Linked DNA regions of Mus musculus: region 2 is linked to region 1. Evidence: chromatin contacts called from public HiChIP or PLAC-seq data. All regions are on one chromosome and are shown on one strand. Each heading gives the region's core, a stretch centred on a gene start, on an enhancer-like site or on the middle of the called end of the contact. The rest is flanking DNA. Distances are from core to core; before and after follow the strand shown. Region 1 overlaps Nphp1 (nephronophthisis 1 (juvenile) homolog (human)). Region 2 overlaps Acoxl (acyl-Coenzyme A oxidase-like).

Region 1 (2,820 bases), core at 208-2,707:
GAGTTCGAGGCCAGTCTGGTCTACAGAGTGAGTTCCAGGATAGCCAGGACTACACAGAGAAATCCTATCTTGAAAACTAATTAACTAACTAACTAACTAAATAAATAAATAAATAATTTAAAAAAAAAAAAAGAGAGAGTCATGGGCTGGAGAGATGGCTCAGTGGTTAAGAGCACTGGCTGCTCTTCCAGATGTACTAAGTTCAATTCCCAGAAACCACATGGTGGCTCACAACCATCTATGATGGGATCTGACACCCTCTTCTGGTGTGTCTGAAGATAGCAATAATGTACTCACATAAAATGAATAATTAAAAAAAAAAATGAGAGTCAGCATCAATCTGGTTCCTTCAGAGTTAATTTCTGATACACAGAAATCCTTCTTTGTGGTTTCAGTGTGGATCTCCCCTAAAGGCATGTATGTTTGAATACCTGGTCTCCAGCTGGTATACTGTTTGGGATTTTGGTTGCAGAACCTTTAGGGGTAGACCCTGCTGGAGGAAGTGGGTCACTGGGGCAGCCTTGAGGTTACAGTCCAGTCCCATTTGTTCCCTGCCTGCCTTCCTCTTGACTGCTGCTGCAGTGAGCCTAGGCCTCCCTCTGCTGCCTGGCGTGCTTCCCTGCCATGGTGTTCTTATCCCTGGAACTGTGAGCTGGAATAAACTCTTCCCCTGAATAAACACTTCTGTCAGGGCGTTTTACCAGAACACCACAAGTGTAGCTAACATAGCTTCTATCACTTTGCTTGTAAGTCAGATATGGTTCTAACGATTCCCCTTTGATGCATTAGAACAGTTTGTCTTTCAGTTTTGACATACATTGCGAATGTAAGAAATTCCAAGTTCAAATAATATCCCAAGGTCTGGAGTTGAAGAATTGGACCTGATAAAACAGTCACCATCGAGCAAGCATGGCAAGATGCCAGTGACCTAGAAAGATAAGGAAGCCAAAGTTACTGACAGAAGTGAAGAGTGTCCCTCATCAGCAAAGGGCTCTTGCTATACTAAAGGGCCCACAGAGATGGCTCAGTGAGCAAAGGGCTTGCAGCCAGGCCTGAAGACTTGAGTTTGATCCCTGGATGGACCCACAAAGTAGAGGAGAGTACTGACACCTCCAAGCTATCCTCTCCCCTTCTTTTGCATGTATAGTTTTAGCATATGATATGTTAAAATAGACAAATGTAAAATGAACAAACAAAAAATGTTCTTGAAAGTAGATGGACCAGATTCACACGTGAATGATTAGAAGCAGAAACATTTAGCTTTCCTGTTGACAGGGAAATTACCTTAAACCTTCTTGATTTGTTTGTTTAGTTGGTTGATTGGTTATTAATTTTTATTTATTTTTTGCTTAGAAAAGGCAAAGAAGCAAAGAACTATCAGTCAACCCCAGAGCTGTGACAAAACACATCCTGTTTGTTACATCACACTATTTCTAAAGGACTGAAGGCCACGGTGCATGTGGCCTGTCCAAGGCCATAATCTATCAGTAGTGGATACTGCTGCTGCTCACAAATGTAAGTGCACATGTACACTCCTCCCACATCACCAGAGCATGTGATGTGATCAGCTTCATGCAAGAAAAGCACCCATATTATTCCTCAGCCCATCCTCACGTCCCGGGAAACCAGGAAATCCGACTTTTAACGCTGCGCATTGCCAGAGATGAGGGGCAAACTGTGAAGGTCTGAGCCAAAGGACAAGCAGTGCTCCCTAGAGGCGGGGGTGAGGGAACAAAGGGCTTGAGGAGCTGTGCCACGGAGCATCGAGGACACAAGTCACATCAAGTGAGGTGGCTGAGCCTCCAGCACAGCCTGTGCCCTCTCCCTGACCTGTCTTGTGCTAAGACCTGATGCAGTAGGAGGAAGGGAACTGAAGGGCTTCTAGGGTGCAGGGGAACAAAGGGGTTAGTTGTGGGAGGGAGGCAAACGATGAAGCCATGAGTCCTTGGAGGTAGGAAAAAGCAAACCACAAACAATACTGTCAAAAGTACACGAAGACTCTCTTGACTCACTAGGCAGTGTCTGTGTGACATTGACTCAGGGGCTCGAAGCCCTAACCTCACCACAGCCTCGGCGGGATCTGGGTGTGACACGCCAGCCTTTGATTCCTATCTGAGGGAAATACCAAGTGCCATTAGCACAGTTGGAAGATTTCATTTTGAAAAACGCCCAATCCTAATCTTACTTCTTGTTTTCTGCTCCATGAAAGGACATTTCCTAAAGTTGAAATCCACCTAGAGGCTGTGGTCACAGCTTCAGTGAGTCAGGGACCTGAGGGACTCTTGCAAAAAATAATGAAGATTTCCATTTTGCCCTAAACACTGCACGTCCCATGCAGCACACTCTGGAAGCTTCCGGTGCCCCTTCTACTGCACAGGAGGAGGCTCCCAGCAGGTGACTTACCTGAGGAGAGAAGGTCCATGTTTTTGGCTTCTTAGGCTGCCACACGGCTCGAACTGTATGGATATTACTCAGGACCTAAAAGGAGATTTTTTTTTTTCATTTGAAACCACATTGTAGGGGCCAATGAGACCCTGCACATCTGAATCCCAAGCCAGCAACAATGTCTGCATCTATGTGTATGTGTTGAAAATGGAAGAACAAAAGATTAGAAGGGAGAGAAAAACCAAGCAGGCAGCTGAGGGTGGGGAGTCCAGTGCAGAGCACATGTTGAGCACATGTGAGGCCCTGAGCACCATCTCTACCCACAAGAAAAAATCTGTAAAAATGCAGCATCCAGCCGAAAGCCCCAGGCTCCCTGCTTCCTTTGGCACTGCAGCCTTTGCTGGACTGCTCAGAGAACTGGGCTGTGTGGGGAGG
Region 2 (2,820 bases), core at 206-2,705, 130 kb after region 1:
GAGAGAGAGAGAGAGAGAGAGAGAGAGAGAGAGAGAGAGAGAGAAGAGAATGGTAGGGGGAGAGGGAGAAGAGAGCAGAATACCAGGACTTGCTCTGTGGGTGAGAATTCTGGTGGGATGATGGTTTTAGCGTAGATGGTCCTGGGATGGGAGATTGGGGTAAGGGTACATCTGTGTCAACTATGGCGTGGAACCTTCCCAGGACCAACCACCAGAGGGCAGCAAAGACCAATTTGCGGATTGTTTCCTGACTGCTTATTTGCTTTGCTTTGGGTGTCAGAAGTGGCTGGAATTTTGCCGTTGTCAGCGGTTTATTCGGCTTCTTATCAACCACAAGTGCTGACTTTAAAAGGGCAATGGTCACTGTGAGAGTGGGGGAGCCTCAGCTGTGTGATTGCTGGGCTCAAGATCAAGCTTGTAAATAAGCTATGGTTATTTTGATGACTCCAGGGCATAATTTGACTCATAAATGTCTCCTAAAATCAAATGAACCCAACAAAACCAAAGCCCGTTGTATCACTTTGGATGGGTATAAAAATGCTTACACATTGTCGTGTTGACTCTATGGCAATTGCTTATGTTTTTACAACAGAAACGTAAACATTTATCTTTATTTTGAGTCAGGGTCTTGCAATGTATCTCTGCCTGGCTTTGAACTCCCCTTATAGACCAGGTTGGCCTCTAACTCAGAGAGATATCCCTGCCTCTTCAGGCCAGTTACTGGGATTAAAGACATATATACCGCAATATTTATCTTTTAAAAGATTAATCTGCCGCACTTTCCTCCAAAGTGAGGAGCCAGAGCTCAGTACAGCTAGAGATAAGCTTGTGTGTTGAAAGTGTGTGGAAGAACTACCGTTTTGAGCGCAGTTCCTTTTATATGGGCCCAATTTGTTCCCTTTCAGCACTGCGATGATGATAGAGATGACCTGGTGCATACCCCACAGAGACTCAGAGTGTACCAAAGAAACTAGACCATTGAAAGGGAGCATCCAGGGTTACCCTGGCAAGGGGACAGGGGCAGGTGGTGGTCGGGATCCAGGGCTAGCACCTTATAGAAGGAAAGCCCTAGGGTATTGTGGGTTGGAAGGGACCTCGGAGATTGTGTTCTATACTAAGCCCCACTGCTCTCCATGGTTGGGATTGAATCTAAGAATTCCTACATGAAGAATACAAACTCGGTCGCTCAGCTGCGCCCCACCCCCTCTTTTATAGAAATATTTCCGAGTAAGGCCTCTTGATCCCTGGCAGAGTGACCTAGAGTTGGCATGCAGCCCATCTTTCTTGAGTCACACAGCTAGGTCGTGCTTACAGATAGATGGACACTCTCAGCGCCTGTGGTAGGAGTGGAGTTTTTCAGTGCTGAAGGAGAGGGAAGTCCTTGGGCGTTCCTCCCTGTTTGATGTGGCATAGGGAACTTTAGCTGCTGTGACTGTGCCAGCAGTTCAAGGATCAGCACTGCTTGTCAGTGAGTCATCAGAGGCCAAACAGGCCTCTGGGAACCCAGCCTTCTGAGGCTCCAGGTACAGCCACGGCAGCCATGGGGACTGGGACACATGGCTGTGGACTGTTTTTCAGATGTTCCTTGCTTGGGTCCTGCTAGGAAGGAAGCTGGCCTTCCTCAGCTCTGTGGCCCACTTACTTGGGACAGAGGGTATCTGGGCTACAGCTGTAGGGAGCTGCATTGTTTCATGGAGACTGTCACCTGTCACTGGGAATCATCGTCTGTGCCACCTGGAAGGTTGGACAATGACAACCGATGGCTGGCAGGTTTTCCTCAGTGTTTCTGCCTGAAGCCATTTCCATGTAAGATGGTCCCTGTGAAGGGGACTGTCCCTTTTCTTCACATTTCACTCTGTCATGTTTCTGTCCCTTGCTTTAGTAGATTCACAGAGAAAGGGATTGAAAGAGAAAAGCCACAACTGTGGCTGGCTTTTGTTGAGAGCTTCCTGTTAAGGGACAGCATTTGAAGCATGCTATGAGCAATCACAGTTCATCTCGGCAGTCCTGTAAGGTGGATATTCTCATGAGTCTTGTATTTAGTTGAGAAATGTTGTGATCTAAAACAACATAGCAGTTTGTCCAGGGTTTGTCAGGGCTCACAGTTCACTAGGGTCCAGTTCTTACCGTGCAGGCAGGGTAGTTTTCAGGTGATAAGTCTTTGAGTGTCTTGCATAAGCCCTAGCCACAGCTGCTCCTGGATCACTGTGTGGTATACAGTCATGTTTGCTTTGATTAACTGAGCTTAACCAAAGATTTAAAAATTGTCTACATTGAAAGTCATAGAGATTCTACCCAAACTGGAATTTGTCAGATGTCAGCTGGCTAGTGGCAGGGCCAGAATCTAGGCCTCCACCCCATCTAGTGGCTCTATAGTAGGCTGCTGGCTTTTTCTAAGAGTAGTACCTTTCCGTGGTCCCAAGCATCTGTGTGCCAGGAGGGCTAATGAAGGGCTGAGGCCCGAGGCTTCTTCATACAGATGTTCTTTTATGGGGAAAGGAGCCATTTATGGCAAACATTTATGGAAGGTGTCCAGAGGAATTTTAAAAAACTCAATCCACTGTAATAATTTTCTTTCTTTTTTTCTGTTTGTTTGTTTATTTGTTTTTCAAGACAGGGTTTCTCTGTGTAGCCCTGGCTGTCCTGGAACTCACTTTGTAGACCAGGCTGGCCTTGAACTCAGAAATCCACCTGCCTCTGCCTCCCAAGTGCTGGGACTAAAGGCATGCGCCACCACTGCCCGGCTTGTAATAATTTTCTATGCCTAGTCTACAATAAACTTTAATAGGTCAAAAAAGGTTTATCTCTCATTATAGATAT

The links. HiChIP or PLAC-seq counts read pairs in DNA pulled down with a chosen protein or histone mark.
Region 2: an HNF4G HiChIP or PLAC-seq map of pancreatic cancer cells shows a contact between it and region 1. The contact joins two enhancer-like sites. A contact is called at or near these places in 8 of 39 promoter capture datasets (the HPC-7 cell line, embryonic stem cells, hematopoietic stem and progenitor cells and 3 more), 1 of 484 Hi-C or Micro-C datasets (trophoblast stem cells) and 1 of 115 datasets of contacts at active chromatin or transcription factors (pancreatic cancer cells).

The regions. Positions count from the first base shown.
Region 1 is chr2:127,758,759-127,761,578 of GRCm38.p6, forward strand. Nphp1 (nephronophthisis 1 (juvenile) homolog (human)) reads right to left here. Exons shown (of 20, transcript NM_016902.4): 12 at 2,404-2,478; 13 at 818-928. Among named protein-coding and RNA genes, the nearest start is that of Nphp1, 29 kb to the right of the region's middle. Within about 2 kb of position 1,458, at least 42 of the 459 cell types and tissues checked have an H3K27ac peak or open chromatin away from gene starts, as enhancers often do. A contact at or near this core is called in pancreatic cancer cells, where this site is marked.
Region 2 is chr2:127,889,371-127,892,190 of GRCm38.p6, forward strand. The region is part of intron 8 of Acoxl (acyl-Coenzyme A oxidase-like); the gene reads left to right. Among named protein-coding and RNA genes, the nearest start is that of Acoxl, 36 kb to the left of the region's middle. Within about 2 kb of position 1,456, at least 43 of the 459 cell types and tissues checked have an H3K27ac peak or open chromatin away from gene starts, as enhancers often do. A contact at or near this core is called in pancreatic cancer cells, where this site is marked.